Regions from separate parts of the Mus musculus genome. Here all the other regions are linked to region 1. Evidence: chromatin contacts called from public HiChIP or PLAC-seq, capture Hi-C and promoter capture Hi-C data. All regions are on one chromosome and are shown on one strand. The core of a region is the stretch at or near the end of the contact, and the rest is flanking DNA. Distances in the headings are between cores, read along the strand shown.

Region 1 (2,980 bases), core at 219-2,718:
CTAAAGATCTTACTTTACGGAGATCTGGCTATACCAATTAAGAGAGGGAGTTGAAACAAACACAAATGCATCAATTTATAATGAGAATGCCTCTCCCCCCCCCCCCCCCCTTAAATACAAATTAATTACACCTGGGTTTTCAATCTAGAGTGGGCTCAAGAAAACAACTAATTATGGCTGAGGTTAGCAAAAGATACAAATCCCAGCTATTATCACAAGGTAACACCCTACGGCAGGTAAAAGGTTAAGGAGAGCAGCTGTCTTTGCTAACAATGCTCTGGTTTAAAAAAAAAAAAAGCTTCCAAGAGTGGCCAGCACACAGTAGGTGTTCTAAGAGCTCTGAGAGACTGAGAATAATTAAATCCTGTTAAATTTGTGTTGCAAATAAAACGGGCCTCCCCCACCATATGCTCAGCCTTCCCAAAGGCAGCACCATTGTTCATCTCTTTACACCCCGCCTTTTCCATTGTTTTGGGCGTTGTGATTCTTTCACGTGTGCGTGTGACTTAAAGAGATTCCGAAGCACACAATCAACCCTGACGTCACAGACTTAAGTATTATTCAAAGCAAGTTGCTTCAGGTTCCTGCTTTTTAATGAACTGCTGCTTCTAACGGGTTCAGTTTCTGTGCGGCGTTGTTTCCCGCCTTCTTGGAGTTGGGGCGAGGGATTAAACACTCAGCATTCTCTCGCCGTTCCCTCTATCTCAAAGTTTTTCTTTTCTCCTCTTCCCTTCCCTTTGCTCTATTTCCTTTCACAGGCCGTCGTTTCTCAAGGGTCTTTGCTCCGCTTCCTCCCTCTGTGCCTGCTGGTCCCTTTGATCCTTTCTTTCGAGCCCCTATTCCCAGAAGCTGCAGAAAATACCTTCTTTTTTTCCCCCCCTTTCACGTCACTTCCCTCCCCTCTCCCCATCTCCCTCTCTTCTCCGAGGTGAGTCCCCCTCTAGAGGCCAGCGCTTTCTTAGACGTCTGCTTTCAGACGGCGAGCGGAATTCGAAGAGAGAGAAGGGGGGAAGAAAGGAGGAGAAAGAGAGCCAGAGCCAGGGGGAGAAAAGAAAAAGAAAAACAAACAAAAAAAACCCCACTCGGGCCTAGAGCGCGGAGGCCGGGGAGCAGCGTCGCCATGGCAACGGGCGCCGACAGGAAGCGAGGGACGCGCGCGAGGGCGGGCGCGGGGAGGGGGCGGGCCGGAGGAGGGGTCGGCTGCCCCGGAAGCACCTCCCCGCAGCCCCCTCCCCGCCGGCCCGCGGCCCCCCGGCCTCGGCCCCCCACCCTCGCGGCGGGGCAGGAAGTGACAGGCCCGCGCGAGCCCCCGGCCTGGCGGAGCCGCGGCGCGGCCAGCACCCGGACGGCGGGAGGGGCGGGGAGCGGCGGCCGCGCCGGGCACCTCCCACCGCGCCTGGGCCCCCGCCCCTCCAGGAAGGGGAGGAGGCGGCGCGCCGCCGCCGAGGCCGAGCGACCCCCCCCCCCTCCCCCGCCCCTGAGGTGGACGCCCCCCGCGAGGACTCGGGTGCGGAGCCGGGCGCGAAGGTAACCGGGCGGCCGCGGGCCGGGGAGGGGCCGCATCCCGGGGTCTCGGCGGCGCGGGGATGTTTCCTCAGCCACCTCGGCGTGTGCAACGCCCAGGTACCTCCCCCAGCCGCGCTCCTGCCTCCCGCTCTGCTGCGCTTTGCGGTGCTTGGGTGCTGCGCGTCCCGGTCTTCGTGCTTTGCGCTCGCTGTGCTCGGTGCTGTCTGTCCGTCACCTCGTTGCCTCTGACCGCTTCTCATTCATTTCTCCCTTCCCCGACTTTGGTCCTTCCATCCGAGCATGCTGTCTGGTTATCTCCCTGCTTCTCGCGCTCCGCCGGGCTCCCCGATCTCCCAGTTCCTCGACTTCTGTGCCTCCCCTGCTTGGCTCCCTACTATTAGAATATACATTTCCCTGCTTACCAAGTCCGCTCGCTTCGGGCACAGCACTGTATCCACCCCTTTCTCCTGGTGTGTTTGATTTCTCTTTGGAAATGCATTTTTTTTTTTTTAATCACGCTTCTGTGAAGAACAAGAACCCCTGGGAGTCTTTCCGAGGCGCCCCTCAACCCTTGCTTCTCACTCCATTCTTACTGCAACAGAGTTTTATACTCAAGGGTATTGACTTCTTCCAACACCTGACCCAATAGGCCCAGTAGTATGTCTACCTCAATATTAATTTCTAGTTCCTTCCCATCGGTGTGCGTCTTCCCCAGTTGAGTCCTTAAACACACCCACACCCAAAAGGTGGGAACGTTTAGGGTGGCCTTTGACTCTTAGTTTTAATTTTTGATTGAGTTTGCCACCTAAACGGTGTGCTCTCTTCACTTTCTATACTGAATCTGGAACTCACAACATTCATTGAAAAATGAGGATTTTAAGATAGATTTGTGTGCCTGCGAGGTTTTTGATGGCAGTTTCCCTGGTGAAAAGACTTTAAAATTGGCCCTCTCTGTTTCATTATCTGGGGGAAATGAGGGGGTCATCGAATTGATGAACGTGTTTTATATAAGGCTCTATTGCAAGTAACAGGGTCTTACGTCTCTGAGTGCAGTGAGATAACTCCAGTAATCTGTACAACTGTGCCATGCTGCCTCTAATCCTTACCCACTTTTTTTCCTTCACATGCTGATATTGAGGATTCATGGGTCTGTATCTGTTTAGTGCTTTGATATTTTGGCAAAAGATGTGGGGAGAAAGGTAGACTGAAGTTGATAGAATACCCTCTCTGTACCTCTTTCATTTTATCCGTGTGTGGAGTGGCATTTGTTCGGTCCCAGAGTTAAGTGATGTAGAGATGCTGGGAAGAGAATCCAGAGAAAACTCCACTTCAGGGGCCAAGGTTGAGACTTTTGACTTTTGTTTACTTGTTTGGGATTAATTCCTGAGATAAATCCATTCATCTAATGAAACTAGAGATAGCCCCTAGCAGAAATTATGGTCGGACTTTTATATTCCCAAGCCAAATAGTACTT
Region 2 (2,980 bases), core at 154-2,653, 2.5 Mb before region 1:
AAAAAAGAGATCATGTATTTGAAAGACAGCAAGGAGGGGTATACGGAAGGGTTTGGAGGGAGGGACAGGCAGATATGACAAGATTATATTAGAGCCTCAAAAATAAATAATAAAAGGGGGAGGGATGGAGAAAGTAGGGTTCCAGTGGCAGTGGGAATGAGGGCTCATGTAAACAAGCTAGGCAGAGGCCCGCATCCAGACAGCCTCCCTGCATTCCCCAGCCCAGCCCAGTATACCTGAATAGGAGTGCGCTGGATGCCAGCACTAGGTGAACGAGGGTCTGCTACTCGAGCCACTTGCTTGTTGCGTGGCAGAGGCCGTGCTGGAGTGCCTGAGACGCTCTGAGTCGAACCCATCTCCACTGGGGCTGGGGACGGGGCCCGGCTGTGCAGATGCAGAGGAAGGGACGTCCGTCAGAAGAGACTCAGAGCTTACTGCTTCCGTGTCGGACCTCTGACCCCATACCCACCCGATCTTCCCAGCTTCCAGCAGAGGAACCTCCGGGTCGCTAGCCCAGAGAACTCTGCAAGGATAACGAATGGAGATTTTTAACAGAGCAGTCAGGTCTGCGGGAGCCTTCGTATTTAACCACTAATTCATTCACATTACTTACCGGGCCCCAGCTCGACCTCTGCCCGAACACCAGCTAGAGAAATAACTCCCAAAGCCCGGAGTTTCAAACTTCCCTCCACGCCCCCTGCCCCGACCCTATTGGCTAAGCCGAAGCAGACTCTCATAGGCCAGTTGTGGAAAATGCGCCTTCCGGAGCAGAAAGCCATTGGTCTGAAGGATGTCTATCATGAGGACTGGCCAATGGGCTGAGGACTGGCTTGCCCTCCGGTGGTGGCTCCGTGAGCTGGGGACTTTTGTTTAGTATCAGCCTGACAGCGGTGGACTTGATGGGTGCCACTCGGCCTTTCTGTTTCATTAAACAAAATAGAATGAGTTATCAGACTGTATGCACAAAGCCAGCTGGAGACGGAGTTAATATGGTTTGTCTAAAGCGAAACAGCCATCCTTATTGGTTGACGGAGTTATCACGCATCTCTCAAAATCGCCTCATTGACTACTGCTTTTCAAATACCAAGACAAGTGCTTTCTGATTGGACGAGTCCTTGGCAAAGTTTCAGTAATCAATGCGTTTAAACAATTCACAGTTTCTGCTCTGCACGTAAGGCATTCTAGAGTCCTTGAATCACAGCTCCTGCAACTCCCAGCCCTCCTGGAACCGCCACATGAGCACTTGCCCTGGGAGAGCAGGATTGGTCCTTTCGGCCATCAGTTGTACCCGCGGCGCTTTTTATTGGTATTCGCTGAGTGGGGGCAGAGGGTGGAGCGCCAGGAGGCAGGCTGGGTCCAACTGCCGATCTCGCGCGTCTTGCCTTTAGCGCATGCGCACACTGAGTCGCGCTCATTGGATGCGAGAGACGGAGGGGGGCGGTACTAGGTACAGTGGGAGCTGCTGTGTGAGGAGGAGCTGCTGCCGGTGTCATGGCGGAGCTGAGTGAAGAGGCGCTGCTGTCAGTGTTACCGACGATCCGTGTCCCCAAGGCGGGAGACCGGGTCCATAAAGACGAGTGCGCTTTCTCTTTCGACACGCCGGTAAGCCCATTCCCCACGCCCGCGACGACCACGACTTCCTTCCATTGCCCTGGTCATTCGGCCAGGCCTGCAAACCTTGGGCTACCGCCTCCTTGCGATGCACCCTGGGACTTGTAGTTTTCTCCATACCTCTCTGCTTTTGCTTTTCATTCTCTGTAGCTGTAGTATGACTACCACTCCCGGAAGCTACAGCTCTCGCCTTGCCCACTCCTGGTCTCGTGAAGCATTATGGGCATTGTAGTTGGCCATGTCCCTAGTTCCTATTCTAAGTTCGAATTGTAACCCGTACGGCGAACTACATCCCCCAGGCGACTCCCAGAAAAACCCTTGAATGTGGCCTTGCACGTTGCGCAGGGCTCTCCGGGTTTTGTAGTTTCATGTGGGAGGAGTAGGGGCGACTCCCCGCTGTTCAGGGCAAGGGTTGAGATTGGGAAGGTATGTATCCTGCAGCTTCTAGTCTGGAAGAGGATGCCAATCTGTGAAGAAGTCCGATTTAGAGAAACACTGAGTTAAATAGCCTCCACTAGTGGTTAATTTGGACAGGGGATGAGGAGGTGGGCCATTGGTCAGGGAGGAGGAAAAATACCCAATGGAGAGTTCTAGTCGTTTTTTCCTTTGAAGTGAACTATAGCCGCGACCCCTCCCATTCCTCCGTCCTTCACAGGTTGCCGAGACAACCCCTCTCTCAAGTATTCCTTAGAAAGGGTTTCTTTGGAGGATGCTAAGGCCCCTTTCTCGTCTTGCTCCCACTCTTGTCTAGTTAGACAAAGCCGCCACCCACACCGTGCTTCACGTTCTGCAGGCTCCACCTTGTACCTCCCTTCCTGCAGTTCTGCCTTCCTGTGTCATCTTCAGCCAGAGAGGAGCCTTCAGGCCCTAACTGAAAGGGCCGCAGTTTGGTTGGGATCCGCCCCCTTCATCACCCCTCCCCTCTAGCGGTTGTTGGGCCCTGCCCAGAGCTTTAAGCCAGACCAGCTCATGGCCTGAAAACTGCAAGTCAGACTGGAAAGGCTTCATTAATGCATCCCCAGTGCCAAGTATAGCAGCATAATGTGATGCCCACTTCAGGACCAGTCCTGTGATTTGTGCTTTGCTTGGTTTGCTGGGCTTTGATCAGCGCCCCAGATAAGCTCTGCTTCTCTCAGGTTGGCCTTAGTAGAAGTAAAGGATGATTGCCCGGCACGGTTTTCCACCAGCGATGAAGCCAGCACCTTTTATTTTCATCTGAAGAGTTACTTGAGTGTTCTCACCTTCCTCCCAGGGACGAAAGGTAGAAATCAGTGGGTCAGTGTTTACACTTAAAGACAAGACAGTTGTTCTTGTCTCTCCTTGGTACTTTATATGACTGGAAAATAATGTTTTTGTTTGTTTATTTGTT
Region 3 (2,980 bases), core at 218-2,717, 2.4 Mb before region 1:
GCTGTTCACAGCCGTGTGCCACCATGCATAATTCAGCAATATATTTATAGATGATATAGGCTGAAGAACACACAGCTTTGAGTAGCAGAGCTGTTTGGAACCCAGGATTTATGCTTTAAAGCTACCGCTGTTGCTAGAGCTCCCGTTCCTTGACACCAAGAGAACAGATTTGTCGATTACGTTCCCCAAACTCGACTGATCCAAAGGAACACTTTCTGACTTCCAGCCCACACATATTCCATCAGACCACTTTGCAATCTTTAAAAAGATTAGTTTACCCAAGTGTATGGTTGTGTGTGTATGTGTGTGTGGGTGGGGAGAGTATGTGCATGAAGGCCAGAGACATTGGATCCCCTGGAGATGGAGTCCTAGATGGTTGGGAGCCACCTTTTGTGGGTGCTGAAAACTCTGCAATTGCACGAGTGCTCTCAACCCCTGAGCCATCTAGCCTCCAATTTGCATTTTATATAAAGCAGGTAACAATTAGTCCCATGTGTTCCTGTATCAAGCATTCTCTTTTCCTTAGACTCCACAAGATAGTGTTAGTTGGGCATGGTTGCGCTCACCTGTAATCCCAGTGTTTAAGAGGCTGGGAAAGGAGTGACTTCGAGGCAGCCTGGCTTACATAGAAAGTCTGCTGCTTCAGAGGAAAACAGCAACAGCGAAGACACAGAGTAACTCAGCAGACTCCTCCCAGTTCTTAACGTTACGTTTATTCTACAGAATTCTAGAGGACTGCTAGTAATCAGCAGATCTACCAAGACTCCAAGCCAGACCTTTTATTTTTTAGATGTATTAATTTTATTATTTTATGTGTAGAGGTCAGAAGATGGCATCAGATCGCTAGAGCAGGAGTTACAGATGGTTTGTGAGTGCTGGGAATAGAGCTGGGTCTTTTAGAAGAACAGCCAGGGCCCTTAATCTCTGAGTTATCTTTCCTGCCAGAGGGGGTCGCAGGGGTCGCAAAGCTGGGTCTTAAAGGTTTGCACCACCAGGCCACCTTCGAAGTAAATGAGCGGAACCCGGCCAGCAACAAATCCCATAACTTAGTATTTCTTGCTTCTCTTCGTGCCTTTCCCCCCTCATCCATCTCCTTTTTGCTTCTTAGGTATAGTCTTAAAGCCCAATTCCTTTGCATCCGGACATCTAATTGCTTTAAGGACTTAATGGCCAGCCCCGCCTCCCTCCCGCTTCTCAGTGCTGCTGTTAATATTGGACCATTGTTTTATGTCCGCCGACAATTAACTCCTTGACACTCTTTTCTCGCCTTCTCCTGGTTCCTGGGATTAGAAATTTGGCCTCGTAACCTGGCAACTACTGAGCTACCCGCTGAGGGTGGAAAGAGGGGCGTTAGGGTTTTTGCTTTGCGGTTGAGGTACTCTAAACTCTCAACGGAAGCTGGCTGCAAAGCTAAGCGTCCCGCCCCTGTTGCCATAACAACAATAAATAACTCCGGCTACCCCGTTGCGTCTTCCAAAAAAACAGTCTTGGCGTCTCAGCACAAAGATCCTCTCCTTAACTACTTCTAGAGGAGCAGAGTCAGGGTCTGCGCCCACTTCTGAAGGCGAACTGGGTTGGAGGGTTGAAGACTTCGTGTCAGGGAAATGGTGGTGTTAAGCAAAGAGGCCGCATTAGAAGAGGGGTTGGGGTGGAAGGGAACCCAACCCGGAGGTGAGGTGTGGGTAAAGAAGGGGAGGAGGAGTAGGTAGGGGAGATTTTAGGAGGACATGTAGAACTGTATCAAAGGGAATTGAGGAAGGAGGACGCTGGGCTGCTGGGACACTGTTGGAGGCAAGTGACAGCAGGAACAGTCCGGGAGTGTGGGAAAGTGTCCTGAAGGGAGCAGGGGTGGAGTGGGAGGAGGCTCCGAGCAGAGACTGGGAGTCCAAAGACGGTCTCCAGCATGAGGAAAGATGCACAAGTGGGAGTTCAGAGGAGACAGACTGTATAGGGCACCTGTAGCTGGAGGTGAGGGACTGGAGGGTTGGGGGGGTGGGAGCTAAGACCTTCTTTCTCAGGACCAGGACTGAGTCTCATCTGACTCCAGAGCGCAGGGCAGAGAAAGATGTCGGATGAAGATGATGTGGATGACGTTGATGCAGAACAGGATGAAGTGGAAAGTGACAAGGAGATAGAGGAATGGGAAGACTACAGGAAAGAGACAGAAGAAGCCTCTGAGGAAGTGAGAGCCTGCTTCAGGAGGGCTCCCGGGGCTCGGGACTAGAGGGGAGCTGGAGAGGGATGCCTGTATTCCCCACCTCTTACAGTGGCTGCCCACCCCCATCACGGAGGCCATGATGAAGGAAGGGCTCTCATTACTCTGCAAGATTGGCAGTGGACTGGCTCACGCTTATATTAAGCTGGAGGCTAAGGACAGGTGAGGACTGCGAGACGGGAGCATCTCGTGCCTTCCCTCTCTCATTCCTGAGTGTTTGGGCTAGAGCTCATGGGAAGACATGGTGGGCTTCGCTTTTCAGAACGTCCGTCCGGGACTCTTAGGTGACTGGGAGGGTAGCTTAGCAGTGGAGAACTTGCCTAGTATGCACAAGGCTCCAGGTTCATTCCCAGCACCAAAAACAACACACTGAAGCTTCTGTGGAGGAGTCTCTGTTTGGCTCCGAGATGTAGCTTAGTAGTATGAAAGGTCGTCTGCCATGTGCAAGGCACTAGTTTTGATCTCTGCACTGAAAAACAAGAAGAAAACCCCACTTGCCTCCTCTTCCCCTCCGTCTCTGTCATCCCAGTACAAGGCTTCTCTGCATTGCTCTCTGTCCTAGCACCTGTGCCGTTTCTCTCTGGGTTCTTATCCTTTCCGGTGGATCTCTCCCCCCCCCCTCCCACCTCCTAGGGACCTCACAGACATCTCCTTACTGCGCTCCTATATCCATCTTCGCTATGTGGATATTTCTGAGAACCATATTACAGACATATCGCCGCTCAACAGTCTCACTCACCTCCTATGGCTCAAGGCCGATGGCAA
Region 4 (2,980 bases), core at 237-2,736, 2.4 Mb before region 1:
TTCCCCAGGAATATGTCTGTGACGTGTTTTTTATTTGGGGGAGGGTGGTTGCAGTGGGTAGGGTGTTGGGGTGGGTAGGGAGAGAGGTCTGGTTGTTGTAGGGGAAGTGGGAAGGGATGAATGGGGTTTTCTTATGGAAACTTAGGAGTTGGACAAGGCTCTTTTTTATTACTCATTTATTTTACAAGAGTCTTCATGCATACCAGAAGAGAATATCAAATCCCATTACAGATGGTTGTGAGCCACCAAGTGGTTGCTGGGAATTGAACTCAGGACACCTGGAAGAGCAGTCTGTGCTCTTAACCCCCTGAGCCATCTCTTTAACCTGACAAGGCTCTTCTTGATCTTGGATGCTCAGCTATACTTATGGGGTGCCCTGTCCTAGACCTTTAGATTGGGGAGTTCAGGCTCCTGAGGCCGTTCAGAGCAAGAATAGGCGCACAGCAAGCATAAGCAAATCTAAGACCTACTCAGCCCTTGGAAGTACATCACTGACATAATGTGCCACCAGAGTGCTCCAGAGACAGTTTCAGAGATCTGAATCCCTTCTCAGCATAGTTTATGATTTGAAACAGTTAAAGGTGTATAACATGGAGGCCAATAAGATTAGTATTTGTAAAAGATTTACTAATAGTTAGGTGTATGAGCTCATGTCTGCGCTTATGAATGCAAGGCCTCAAAAGAGACCAGAAGCTGTTGGGTCCCTGTAGCTTGGAGTTAGGGCAGTTAGGAATTGCCAAGCAGGGTGAGCCATCTTTGCAACCCCTCTATTTTTAATGAAGCAGGGCCATGGAGCCCAAGCTGGCCTTGAACTTCTCAGCTTTTGTGCTGGTATCACAGAAATGTGGCGCTATGCCCGGTCGGGCCTGATGTTCCAGAGTCTTTGCAGTGTGGGGAACTTGTAAGGATGAGACTACAAGACATCGGGCCACATCGCCTGCCACTACTTAAGTCCGATTCACTTCGGCTTTAGCTCCAAGCCTTTAATCTCGCGAAGCTCTTTTTTTTTTTTTAACAACATAGGAGCTGTGATTGGCTGTTTTCAGCCAATCAGCACTGACTCATTTGCATAGCCTTTACAAGCGGTCACAAACTCAAGAAACGAGCGGTTTTAATAGTCTTTTAGAATATTGTTTATCGAACCGAATAAGGAACTGTGCTTTGTGATTCACATATCAGTGGAGGGGTGTGGAAATGGCACCTTGATCTCACCCTCATCGAAAGTGGAGTTGATGTCCTTCCCTGGCTCGCTACAGACGCACTTCCGCAAGTGTTACAGCTCTTTTAGAATTTGTCTAGCAGGTTTTCTGACTTCGGTCGGAAAACCCCTCCCAATTTCACTGGTCTACAATGAAAGCAAAACAGTTCTCTTCCCCGCTCCCCGGTGTGTGAGAGGGGCTTTGATCCTTCTCTGGTTTCCTAGGAAACGCGTATGTGCTAGAGCCACGCTCTGAGACTTCCGCCTCGTGCGGTCCCGCTTCCTTTCTGCCTCCTCTGGCCTGCATCCGTGGGGGAGGTGGCTGGCTGCAGGGTTCTCCGGATCTCTTCTGTGTTCCCACTACTCAAGCACCGAGTGGCGTTCTATGGCGTCCGCCTCGGCTCAGCCCGCGGCCCTGAGCGCGGAGCAGGCCAAGGGTGAGGAAAGAGCCTAGTCTGGGTGTGGGCCGTCTTCTGGGGGGAGGGCGCGATACTATTCTTTGCCTCTCCAAGTGGGGCCCTTGCCCATTAGGGCGAAGGGTTGGGAGGACAAGCTTATCGGGTTGCTTGCAGGCCTCGGCCCACTAATTCCCTGCCTCTTCCCTCCTCTGGGCTCGCCCGCCGTCCTCCGCGGACCTCTCTGGGATGCTTCCGTCTCGCAGTGGTCCTGGCGGAGGTGATTCAAGCGTTCTCGGCCCCAGAGAATGCCGTGCGCATGGACGAGGCTAGAGACAATGCGTGCAACGATATGGGCAAGATGCTGCAATTTGTGCTGCCCGTAGCCACACAGATCCAACAAGAGGTTATTAAAGCCTATGGCTTCAGCTGCGACGGGGAAGGTGGGTCCCACAGGGCTTGGCAAAGGAATGGACTGGGGGTGGGACGCATGATGATGCCCCCCCCCCCCCCCGATCGATCTTTTTCTCGCCACAGGGCGGCAGTCACATCAAACATTGCCACTCACAGTTCAGGGACTAGACTTAAGCCCCGCCTGAAAAGTTATGGCTCTTGAAGCCAGGCATGGCCACAGTGGCCTTTCATCCCAGCATTTGAGAAGCAGAGGCAGGCAGGTCTCTGAGTTCAAGGCCAGCCTGGTATGTAGGGTGAGGAGTTCCAGGGTAGCCATGGCTATACAAAGAAAACCCTGTCTTGAAAAAACAAAAACCCACCAAACAAAAGTTCTGGCTCTAGAGTCCAAAGCCCTACATAGGCAAGTGTTTCTCCATGGCCCTCGAACTTCCCAGCTCTCCCCGAGTCAGGATCGCAGTAAGTTGCCCAGAATGGCCTTGAACCAGAGACCCACCTTTCTCAGCCTTTTGAGTAAGTGACAGGCTTGAGTCACTGGGCCCAGCTCTAACCTGAACTCTCTCGTGTACCTGAACTCTTTCTTGTCTGCCTTTTGGCTAATAGGTTTGGTGTGGCAGGTTGAGCCCTCTCTTCCCAAGGACAGTTGTTTATTAATTTTGTGTTTGTTTGTTTGTTTGTTTGTTTGTTAGCTAGCCAGGACTACCAGGGAGTCTCTTTCAAATCAGGCTGCTTGAGGCTAAGCTGCTGAACGTGGTTCACCCGAGACTGAAAACATAATGCTTTTTAATTTTTTGTTTGTTTGTTTGAGACAGGGTTTCTCTGTGTAGCCCTGGCTATCTTGGAACTCAATCTGTAGACCAGGCAGGCCTCGAACTCAAGAGACCCACCTACCTCTGCCTCCCGAGTGCTGGGATTAAGGGCAGGCCCAGCTGTTTTAGGGCTTTTTTATATTGCATCCAGTTGTGCCTAGTGAAAA
Region 5 (2,980 bases), core at 282-2,781, 2.4 Mb before region 1:
GCGAGGCAGACCCTTGTTTACTGTGGAATCTTTTCTATGGACCTTCCACCAGTACAGCTATTTTTTTTTTTTTTTAATAAATTGCTACTCCTCCTCCAAAGTGGATTCCACCAAGCAGCATAATCTTGGGTTTCCCCCTTGCCATTAGGGCCTTGAGAACCAGAACTGTGTTTTATTTCCAAGGCCTATGGCTTAGCAAACGCATAAACCACACACACCACAAACAGCAACAGAGAAGCACACTTCTGTGGGCTACTTGCCTCGGTGTGTACATGGGAATGAGGCCCAGGCTTGGGGAATCTCAAAGGCAGGCCTTCTAACTATGGTCTACAGGGCAACAGCTAGTGAAGAGTGGGGGCACTTTCTCCAGAGCAAGGTGTACTGTGGATGTAATCAACAAATCAACAGAAAAAAAAAAAGGCCTTAAAAACAGACTTGGACCTAGGCAGCCAGGAAGAAAGGCAACTCTTATCCCTTTTATGCTAGGCAGAAGGTAACGTTAAAACGTGCATGCATGCCAAGTACTGGAATGCACCGTTTTTTGAACCGTGAGGCATGGCTCTTTTGCAGACGTAGAAACCAAGACCTCAGAAACACAACCAATTCTGGCAGCCTGGCCAGGCTCATTTTACATTTGTTTCCCCACGTGCCCTGAGGCTCCCAGTTGCCCACGTTTACCTTTGGAGCCTGTGGGGGAGGAGATTTTTCGAGGTCTGGCCCGAATGTCATAGATGATGGGGTACTGGAACCAGGGGATCCTGGAGAGGAGAGGTCATGGACAGGAGTTGGGAAACTGCAGTTTTATTGATTTTGATGGTTCCCCTCACCACTCGTCCTTGGGCCTGTTCCTCCCCACGACCACAAGGACTCTTCCCAGTCGAGAACAGCCCTTTATGCATTGCTGGAGTTTCAGGCAGCCACTGTCCTCAAGAGCAGGCGTGAGGAAGGGGTAAAGCAGCTCCGAATTGTTAAGTCTGGCTGCAGCCGTCAAGGGTGAAGGGTCAGGGCCTGTTCGCTCTGCCCGCCATTACCTGAAGTGAAGGCCTTCGGCCAGGATCGTGTCCTGCTGCACGCCACCAATACGATTAAAAAAGATGGCTCTATGACCGCCTTCCACTGCGGAGAGAGGGGTGGGAGTCAGGGCAGGCTACTGGCCCGAGTGCTGGTCAGCGTAGGTGGGACGGGGACACCTGGGGGATAGCAGGACCGTGGGTCTGGGGACCGCAACGTCCGGCCAGCGGAAGGAGGCTGCTCACCGGTGAACACGGATTCGCGGACGCCGTAGGCCACCGCCCCGGCCCCCAGCAGCAGCTTCAGCGCCGTGCCCATGCCCCGAGGCCCGGCGGGCAGGCGTCCAGCTAAGTCCTTCAAGTTCTGGGCCATGTCTGATCCTCCCGAAGGCGGCGGCGGCGGCACCAGCGGTCAGGAGGGGGTGCCCGCCAGCCTCTGCCCCGCTCCAGCTTACAGACCTCGCCTTGCACACGAGGATCGGCGGCCTTAGAGCTCGCGGGAGAAAGGGCACCGGAAGTGCGCCTCCCTCCGGACCCGCCCCCCTCCGCCCGGGCGGCCCTGAACTCCGCGCACAGGAATGGCGCATCCGGAAGTCCCGCCTCTTGGTGGGGGGGAATGGTGTGCCCTCCCGGAGAGGCTTCCGTACGGGCATCGCCATTTTCGAGCGCCCTCTTTCAAAATGGCAGCTCGAAGGAAGTTGGCCGTGAGGACGGACGTGAAGTTCTAACTTAAGGACTTCGGTGCAACTTCCGGTCTGCCTACAAGATGTCTGCGGCCAGTGGTGGCTTCCAACCTCGTGAGCGGCGATTTTCAGTGCAGGAGCAGGACTGGGAGACTACGCCGCCTAAGAAGCTCCGGCTTGGGGCAGGAAGCAAGTGCGGAGGCCGGAGGCTCATTGTGGTGCTGGAAGGGGCCAGTCTGGAGACAGTCAAGGTAGTTTTGAACAGTGAGTGCGGAGGTAGGGAATTGATGGATCAGATTGTGTGGGAACCAGGGCCGCAGAGTGCATGGAAAAGCGGAGCCTTGAAATTTGCTCTGGAAGAATGACCTAGTTTTCCAGGCTGTTGATATCCTGGGGGTAGTCCTTTTGCTCTGGACTTTCATTTCAGCCCTCGCCTTGCTTTTAGTTGACTTATCACGGAGTCTGTGATGTATAATGCAAAATGAGGGAAGCATTGTCTATTGAGGGTTCCCACGTTTCCAAAGGCCAGTGACTTCCCCAGCCTTTTACTACCAAGGACTTGATGCTTTATTTTGTTAAATGGGGCTTGACTGGCAGCTTGTTCTGTATTTACCTATTCTGAAGTATGTCTGGATCAGATTATTTAAAAAGCCTTTGTCTTTGCTTTTTTACCCTCCCCCTTAAATATTTACTTTACCTTTATTTATGCATGCAAGTCTGCATGTGGCCATGAGCCACCTCATGAAGGTGCTAGGAACCTAACTTGAGTCTTATACAAGAAAGTTTGTGCCATCTCTCCAGCCCCCTCCTTCCTTCCTTCTTTCTTTCTTTTTTTCTTTTTGTTTTTTTGAGACAGGGTTACTCTGTATAGCCCTGGCTGTCCTGGAACTCACTTTAGACCACGATGGCCTCAAACTCAGAAATCTGCCTGCCTCTGCCTCCCGAGTGCTGGGATTAAAGGCGTGCGCCACCACCGCCCGGCTCCTTCCTTCTTTTGTATGTCTTGCCTTTCAGAGCTAAACTTGTTCAATGTGTAGGCCCAGAAGTTCCCTCCCAAACTCCTGCTCCCCTCTGTTTCTGTCTCTGTCTCTCTCTCTCACACACACACACACACACACACATTCTCTTGCTGGGTGGTGGTTTTAGGCAGTCTTGGGATGCAGTCCAGGTTGGCTTGGAACTCTCCACCTTCAGCCTCCTAAATATTAGAATATTTATAGGTGAATTTCACCATGCCAGGTCTGCCCTGGGCTTAAATTTGGTCCTTAGCCCCTTCCTAGTGACTGT
Region 6 (2,980 bases), core at 165-2,664, 2.3 Mb before region 1:
GGCACTGAGCCGCAAAGGCATAAGTCACCACACCCAATTTATCTCAAACTTCCTACAGTTAACCCTCTACTTACGCCTCTCTCAGGTTAAAGTTATGCAGCCTTCCCCAAAAGTTCCAAGGACTTAAAAACCTACTGAATCGAGTCTCTGATCACTGATCTTGACCTAAGAATTCTTACCGGACTTTACAGCGATCCAATGCTAAGCACGGCTGTCTTCATCTCATAAGAGAATTAGATGCGGAGCAGTTAAATGGCTTGCCTGGGGGGTCTTACCGTTTGTGAGTAGCGACAAGAGTGGTTGCTACTCACAAACGGTAAAGAGTGGGACTCCTTTAACTTCAAAGTCCACACTTTTTCCATCATACCACGTTACCTCATGTATTAAAAAACCTCGAAGAGTGCGGTTTTTAAAAGACTATAAAATATATATATAATATATAACACAGCTTGTTGCGACATAAATTCAGGTACATCACATCCTTTGAACCATATGAATAATAGTCCCTTGGAACAAGCATGGAGTTTTTAAGGTTGTTAATAGTGCTGTTTCCCAAGCCCAGTGTAAGAATGTATTCCAGAGTAAATGACAGGTGGGCGGCTAAGGGGGAAAGCAATATGGTACAAGAAAATACTAGAAAGTGGACAGAAAAGAGATGAAAGTACACTATACGTTGGCAATACACAAAATAGACCGAGAAGACATAGTATGAAATAATCGGGCAGAGGAGGCCCGTAGGGCTAAAATATCTTAAGTTCGAGGGCCTATGCCTCTCGTAAGGAGAGCGCATGATGGGAGCTGTTAATAACAAATAAGTAGTACTCATGGCCACAGTCGAACTCTTGAGAGCCACAGACAGACATAGGTCGCAAGGGCACAGTCCGGCATATCGATGACAAGGCGGGAGGTGACTGAGGAGCCAAAGGGCACAGTATGGGCCAAAGAAAATGGGAAGAGGTTCAGAGGGTACGGGCCCCCAGACTTGAGACCAGACTTGTCTTCCCTTCGATAGCTGGCTGGTGTGCTTGATGACCCGCACCCCCAAGCCCTCCTGGGTCCCAGGTTCGGGGCAGACAGACAGGTCCTGTCCCCAGACCCCATTCTGCCCATTTCCTTGGGACTCCACGAGGGGGCAGAGGCAGGCAGGAGGGTCCTTACCCAGGAAGATGGAGAAGATGAGCCGCAGCGCCTGTTCCGACGCGCCCAGAGACGTCGCCAACTTGTTAAGGCTCAGATCCTCGACACCCGGCCACAGCCCCCGCATCTGCTCCAGCGTCTCTCCCATGTCCCCGTCCGCTGTAGACGCCATCTTAACTGCGGGCGCCCCCCGGGGACCCCCAGCTCCGCGCCCCGAATGTGGGCAGAACGCGGTGGCTTCACCCCCAATTCCGGCCGGGGGCCCGCCCACGGCGTGCGCATTGGCTGCGGGCCCGCCCAGAGCCTCTAGACCCACCCGATTATTGGTCGAGCCAGCCGGGGGCGGGGCCGAGCGCAGCAAGGTAGGAAGAGGGCGGGGCCGAGCGTTTGTAAGGCAAAGGTGACTCCCGTGAGGAAGGGAAACGGGCCGGGCCGGCGGGGCGGGGCGGGGCTTGCGATCGCGACCCAGCTGCTATTGGAGCAGGCGGGAGCGCGAGGCGAGGTGACAGTACAACTCGGTCCGGACGGCTCCGGGCAGGAGTGGGTCGGACGGGTGTCCGGCCGGCTTGCTCGCTGCCTTCCCATTGGTTGAGACAGGAGCAGGCGAGAGTCGGGGCGGGGGGGGGGCGGGGGGGGGCGGGGGCGTCACCAGACCGCGAGGTTACTCTCGGTCGCCGGCGCTGGGGTTACTGGGGCATGTAACGGAGCGGAGCGAATGTCTGCTGTCACCCCACGAGCGCCCCCTAACGGTGTCTCCTCGGGGGCGGGGGAGGGGGGGAGAGCGAGGGTCCTGCATTCCCAGCCCTTTCCTGAAGGCTCTGGGGGAGCCCAGGGGCCCAAGAACACCCTTTAATGCTACGTAGCTCTTCCCGATGCAGGTCCTTTTCGGTTGTTCAAGTACTGGGACTCGAACCGGTGCCGCGTGCACGCTCTCCTGCCGGAGCTACAACCCTAGTCCTTATGCAGAGTTCCCTTTCTATAGTAAAACGGACCTTCTCTCCGGAGGCAATGAAATTAGGATCTGCCTATTTATATTAAAAAGAGCCTACTTAACACTTGCCGCTTTAATTAACAGTTAGGCTAGTTTTGTCACGGCTTAAGTAATGTATGTTCCTGATGAAAGTTCAAGCACTAGAGGCATGAAGCAAAATAGGAGCCCTTTCCTCCTATGCAGTGTCACTTCCCACTGATTGACCCCAGGGAAAGTGACAGTGTATGGGGTGTGTAACAAAGGGGTTCACAAGTTCTTGTCCTAAAAAGTTCAGCTATGGCTTACACTTCCATGGCATTTTATACTTTTTTCCAGCCCCCCCCCCCCCTTTTTTTTTTTACTGGGAAATTGAACGTAGGCTTTACGTGTGCTAAGGAAGCATTGGACCACTGAGCTATGTCTCCTGCCTTTTCATATGTCCTTTTATTTATACTTAAAGGCATTTTTTTTTACATTTATTTGTGTATATATTGGGGTATGTTGGAGGAAGGGCTAGTTTTTGCCACAGAACACACATGAAGGCCAGAAGACAACTTTCAGGAGACTGCTCTGTCTTTTGCCATGTGGATTTTGACGATTGAACTCAGTGCTGGCAAGTGCTGTAACGCGCTGAGCTATCTCTCTGGCTCGCAATTATTTTAATTAATTAAATTTTAATTTAAAATGCTTTATTTTTAATAATAGGGTTGTGCCTCTGTGGGTGGTGTGTAGATGAAGATTTCCTATCCCCGGTGTCTGGGTGTTACAGGAAATTGTGAATGGTGTGATATGGGTGCTGGGAATTGAATGCAGGCCCTCTGCAAGAGCAATATTCTCTCTTAACCACAGAGCCAGCCTGCCAGCACTGCCATT
Region 7 (2,980 bases), core at 320-2,819, 2.3 Mb after region 1:
TCAAACTGTTCACAACCTGCCTTCTTTATTAAATCTAACAGCCATAGGGTTCAAACAAACACTAAAACTTACATGGTAGATTTCGGCAAGAAAAAAAAAAAGGAAACGTGCTGACTTCTTTTTAAACGTTTCTGATAAGTTAATATTAATTGTATAGCAAGACTTCTCTATGCGAAGTTTATCTAGATACACTGAGTCAAGGAATCTTCCGTTTAGCCGCTTCCAAATCACTCAGAGATCCTCTCATATAGTCTTGGACAAGGAAAACGCGCTTCAGAGCTCGCTCCAGTCCTGGGCTGCGACTGCAGCGTATTCACGCTCGGGTGCGGTTGCGTACGTTTAAGCGCTTCCCGCTCTCACCGGTTGGGTTAAGACTTGTAACTGCCATCTGGCTCATAAATTTGGTTTCCTACTCTGTCTGGTGCCCCCTGGTGCTCATCACAACTATAATCTTACGTAGTAGCAAAGGTGGTCCAGGAAGCACTAAAGATATTTTGAAGAGAAGAATTCCATTACTGTAAACTGCACGGATCTAGGTTTCCGGAGATCCGCGCCTTGGTATAAATTACATATGTGTACATATGCAAGTGTAGTACAGAAAGGGGATGTTTTACTGAGCCACCGAGGCAGGGTATAAGAAAACAAAAGGAAAATAATTTTTACTCAAATATAGAGGCAAAAGTCAACTATGTCCTCTCAAGTTTGTAATCAAAGATTAAAGATGTAGAATATCTTCGAACTCGACCTCCTCCCATGCTTGTCACCCGCCTCTCCCCGCCCCCTACACCTCCCGTTCCCGTTAAGTTTCCGGCAAAGCAAAGAGGTTCGCTCTGATCCTGGGTTTTATTTAGTAGGCAGCCCATCTTTGCAGCCAAAGTACTTGTTTGGAAACTGGAGATGAGCATGCGGCTTTAGTTGTTGTGAAGAAGAGAAGGATGGAATATATTTTGTTTACCCTCACCCATCTAATCAACAGTGATGGTATGTGCACTCTTCACAAAGTTTTCTGGGAGTCTTCGAATTCAGGCTCAGGTTATTCAGCTTTACCTCCTTCTCCACTCCCACACCCCTAGTCACAACACTAAGGAGGCTCTCCATTAAAGACGAACAACATCATTTTTCATTGCATGGCAGCTCTACGAGCTATCTAAGCAGAACATGACGGAAGTCTCTCATTCTCTCCTTTCTTTTCTTCTCCTTTCTTCTCTTCTTTTGCAATTGATTCCTAAATAATGATTTTGATAGCGAGCACTGAGTTTGGAACGGAATTGAGCGACCCACGATGACGCTCCCATCAGGCTTTCAGATGGGGCGGTTTTCAAAAAAAGGAACTACAATTCCCAGGAGGCACCAGGCTAGAGCAATCGCAGGGCATCACGGAAGTAGTAGGCGCGTTCCTCCCGGGTTCCTTTCACGGTTTTCACCGCGAAACTACAAATCCCATCGTGCCTCGAGCTCGGCACGCCTGCGCGAGAGCCCCCCGAGCGCGATGTGGGCGGGGCCGCCCCGGGCGGCGGGGGGCGGGGTCCAAGCGGGCTGTGTGGAGGCTTCAGACATCGGCGCCATTTAAAGCGGAGAGTTTTCCCGGGCGGACGCGCTCCTTCTGCTCGGCTATTCCGTACTCCCTTCTTCGCTGACAGAAGGCGCCTAGTGGGGTGACTGCTCTTTTTCTCTCCCTCTCCCCCTCCTCCCAGTTCTTTCGGTCTCCTCTCCTCCTGGCCAGAGAAGTAGCGGAGCCCGGGCCCCGCGGTGAGCGGCCCTCCCCTCCCCACAGTTCCCTCCCTCCTCTGCCCCCGGCGCCGGCCAGAGAGGGGAAGAGGTTCGCCAGGCCCGGGGCGGGCGGGGAGGCCTCGGGGACGGGGGGGGCCGCTCCTCAGGCTTCGAGGCTTCGAGGCTTCGGCCCTCAGCATCTAGTGATGGGCGCCCTCTGAGACTGGTCCCCTCTCCGGGGCGCGTGCTGCCTGAGGCGGCGGCCGAGCGAGCGAGCGAGCGAGCGAGCGACCGGGAACCCGGGCCGCGGCCCTCCTTCCCCTGCGCGGCCCCTCCCACTCCTGTGCCCCGGGCTGCCACCGCCCGGCGTCGGGGCTCGTCCCTCGCGCGCTGTGCCTCCGCCCTCAGGGCCTATCCCGCCGTGCTCGGCGGGCGGGCGGCGACGGCGGCAGCGGCAGCGGAGGGAGCTTAGCCGTCTTCACTTGGGTCGCATCCTCTCGCCCAGGAGCCAATTCCGCGCCCTGCTCCTCATGACTGCGGCGCTTCTGCTGCCCCAGCCCTACCGGCCTCCGCTCGCTGCAGGATGGATGCGGACTGTGCGGCGCTAACCCCCGTGGCTCCGCTCCCTCCTAGCCCGCCGACGAGCCCGCCCCGTGAGCCGCAGCAGCTTCGGTGCCAGCAGCAGCAGCCGCCGCAGCAGCCGGACTCAGTGTCCCGCGTCGCCCTCGGGGCGCCTTGTCAGTGCTGAGTGGGAGTCGTCCGGTGGTTCGGAGCCCGCCGTAGGAGCGCTGCCCAGCACTTCTTGGTGGCTTCTCCGGGTCACCCTTTTCCCTTTTCATTCATAAATCCGAGCCCGCATTCTTCACTCCATCGGACCGACCATGTCTGACGGTGCCGCCGAGAAGCAAAGCGGCACTCCGGGCTTCCTTACGCCTCCGGCGCCCGTCCCCAAGAATGGCTCAAGCTCCGATTCTTCCGTGGGCGAGAAACTGGGGGCTACGGTCGCCGACTCGGGAGTTGGCAGGACGGAGGAATATCGGCGCCGCCGGCACACTATGGACAAGGACAGTCGTGGGGCGGCCGCCACCACCACCCCCACGGAGCACCGATTCTTCCGCCGAAGCGTCATCTGCGACTCCAATGCCACCGCGTTGGAGCTGCCGGGCCTCCCTCTCTCTATCCCGCAACCTAGTGTACCTGCAGTGGTGCCCCAGAGTGCTCCACCCGAACCTCACAGAGAGGAAACTTTGACCGCCACCGTTGCTTCCCA

Evidence for each region. Promoter capture Hi-C pulls out the DNA fragments that hold promoters and counts their contacts. HiChIP or PLAC-seq counts read pairs in DNA pulled down with a chosen protein or histone mark. Capture Hi-C pulls out chosen DNA fragments and counts their contacts.
Region 2: a contact with region 1 is called in a promoter capture Hi-C map of pre-B cells, with 5 times the contacts expected there. The contact joins the promoter of Usp5 here to the promoter of Phc1 in region 1. A contact is called at or near these places in 5 of 39 promoter capture datasets (cranial neural crest, embryonic stem cells, liver and 2 more) and 3 of 115 datasets of contacts at active chromatin or transcription factors (astrocytes and embryonic stem cells).
Region 3: a contact with region 1 is called in a capture Hi-C map of embryonic stem cells, with 5 times the contacts expected there. The contact joins the promoter of Lrrc23 here to the promoter of Phc1 in region 1. A contact is called at or near these places in 3 of 39 promoter capture datasets (cranial neural crest, hippocampal neurons and pre-B cells) and 1 of 9 other capture datasets (embryonic stem cells).
Region 4: a promoter capture Hi-C map of pre-B cells shows a contact between it and region 1, with 7 times the contacts expected there. The contact joins the promoter of Grcc10 here to the promoter of Phc1 in region 1. A contact is called at or near these places in 4 of 39 promoter capture datasets (cranial neural crest, frontonasal cranial neural crest, pre-B cells and 1 more) and 3 of 115 datasets of contacts at active chromatin or transcription factors (astrocytes, embryonic forebrain and embryonic stem cells).
Region 5: a contact with region 1 is called in an H3K4me3 HiChIP or PLAC-seq map of embryonic stem cells, with 6 read pairs. The contact joins the promoter of Phb2 here to the promoter of Phc1 in region 1. A contact is called at or near these places in 3 of 39 promoter capture datasets (hippocampal neurons, pre-B cells and stem cell-derived epiblast-like cells), 1 of 115 datasets of contacts at active chromatin or transcription factors (embryonic stem cells) and 1 of 9 other capture datasets (liver).
Region 6: an H3K27ac HiChIP or PLAC-seq map of extraembryonic endoderm stem cells shows a contact between it and region 1, with 8 times the contacts expected there. The contact joins the promoter of Lpcat3 here to the promoter of Phc1 in region 1. A contact is called at or near these places in 4 of 39 promoter capture datasets (hippocampal neurons, liver, pre-B cells and 1 more), 3 of 115 datasets of contacts at active chromatin or transcription factors (astrocytes, extraembryonic endoderm stem cells and large pre-B cells) and 1 of 9 other capture datasets (intestinal organoids).
Region 7: a promoter capture Hi-C map of pre-B cells shows a contact between it and region 1, with 2.6 times the contacts expected there. The contact joins the promoter of Wnk1 here to the promoter of Phc1 in region 1. A contact is called at or near these places in 2 of 39 promoter capture datasets (liver and pre-B cells).

What each region holds. Positions count from the first base shown.
Region 1 is chr6:122,338,145-122,341,124 of GRCm38.p6, reverse strand. It overlaps Phc1 (polyhomeotic 1), which reads left to right and starts at 1,468. Exons shown (of 16, transcript NM_001355215.1): 1 at 1,468-1,527; 2 at 2,645-2,653. The coding sequence starts at 2,650.
Region 2 is chr6:124,827,907-124,830,886 of GRCm38.p6, reverse strand. Usp5 (ubiquitin specific peptidase 5 (isopeptidase T)) reads left to right here and starts at 1,403. Exons shown (of 20, transcript NM_001326594.1): 1 at 1,403-1,602. The coding sequence starts at 1,492. Cdca3 (cell division cycle associated 3) reads right to left here and starts at 711. Exons shown (of 6, transcript NM_013538.5): 1 at 614-711; 2 at 237-384. The coding sequence starts at 356.
Region 3 is chr6:124,778,214-124,781,193 of GRCm38.p6, reverse strand. It overlaps Lrrc23 (leucine rich repeat containing 23), which reads left to right and starts at 1,467. Exons shown (of 8, transcript NM_001302555.1): 1 at 1,467-1,544; 2 at 2,048-2,182; 3 at 2,268-2,377; 4 at 2,849-2,980. The coding sequence starts at 2,066.
Region 4 is chr6:124,739,575-124,742,554 of GRCm38.p6, reverse strand. It overlaps Grcc10 (gene rich cluster, C10 gene), which reads left to right and starts at 1,486. Exons shown (of 3, transcript NM_013535.2): 1 at 1,486-1,635; 2 at 1,860-2,036. The coding sequence starts at 1,584. Rnu7 (U7 small nuclear RNA) reads left to right here and starts at 1,269; the gene lies at 1,269-1,330. It overlaps Atn1 (atrophin 1), which reads left to right. Exons shown (of 10, transcript NM_007881.4): 10 at 1-11.
Region 5 is chr6:124,710,840-124,713,819 of GRCm38.p6, reverse strand. It overlaps Phb2 (prohibitin 2), which reads right to left and starts at 1,531. Exons shown (of 10, transcript NM_007531.2): 1 at 1,257-1,531; 2 at 1,032-1,116; 3 at 679-758. The coding sequence starts at 1,383. It overlaps Emg1 (EMG1 N1-specific pseudouridine methyltransferase), which reads left to right and starts at 1,642. Exons shown (of 6, transcript NM_013536.2): 1 at 1,642-1,944. The coding sequence starts at 1,777.
Region 6 is chr6:124,661,538-124,664,517 of GRCm38.p6, reverse strand. Lpcat3 (lysophosphatidylcholine acyltransferase 3) reads right to left here and starts at 1,414. Exons shown (of 13, transcript NM_145130.2): 1 at 1,159-1,414. The coding sequence starts at 1,309.
Region 7 is chr6:120,037,244-120,040,223 of GRCm38.p6, reverse strand. Wnk1 (WNK lysine deficient protein kinase 1) reads left to right here and starts at 1,569. Exons shown (of 28, transcript NM_001199084.1): 1 at 1,569-2,980. The coding sequence starts at 2,592.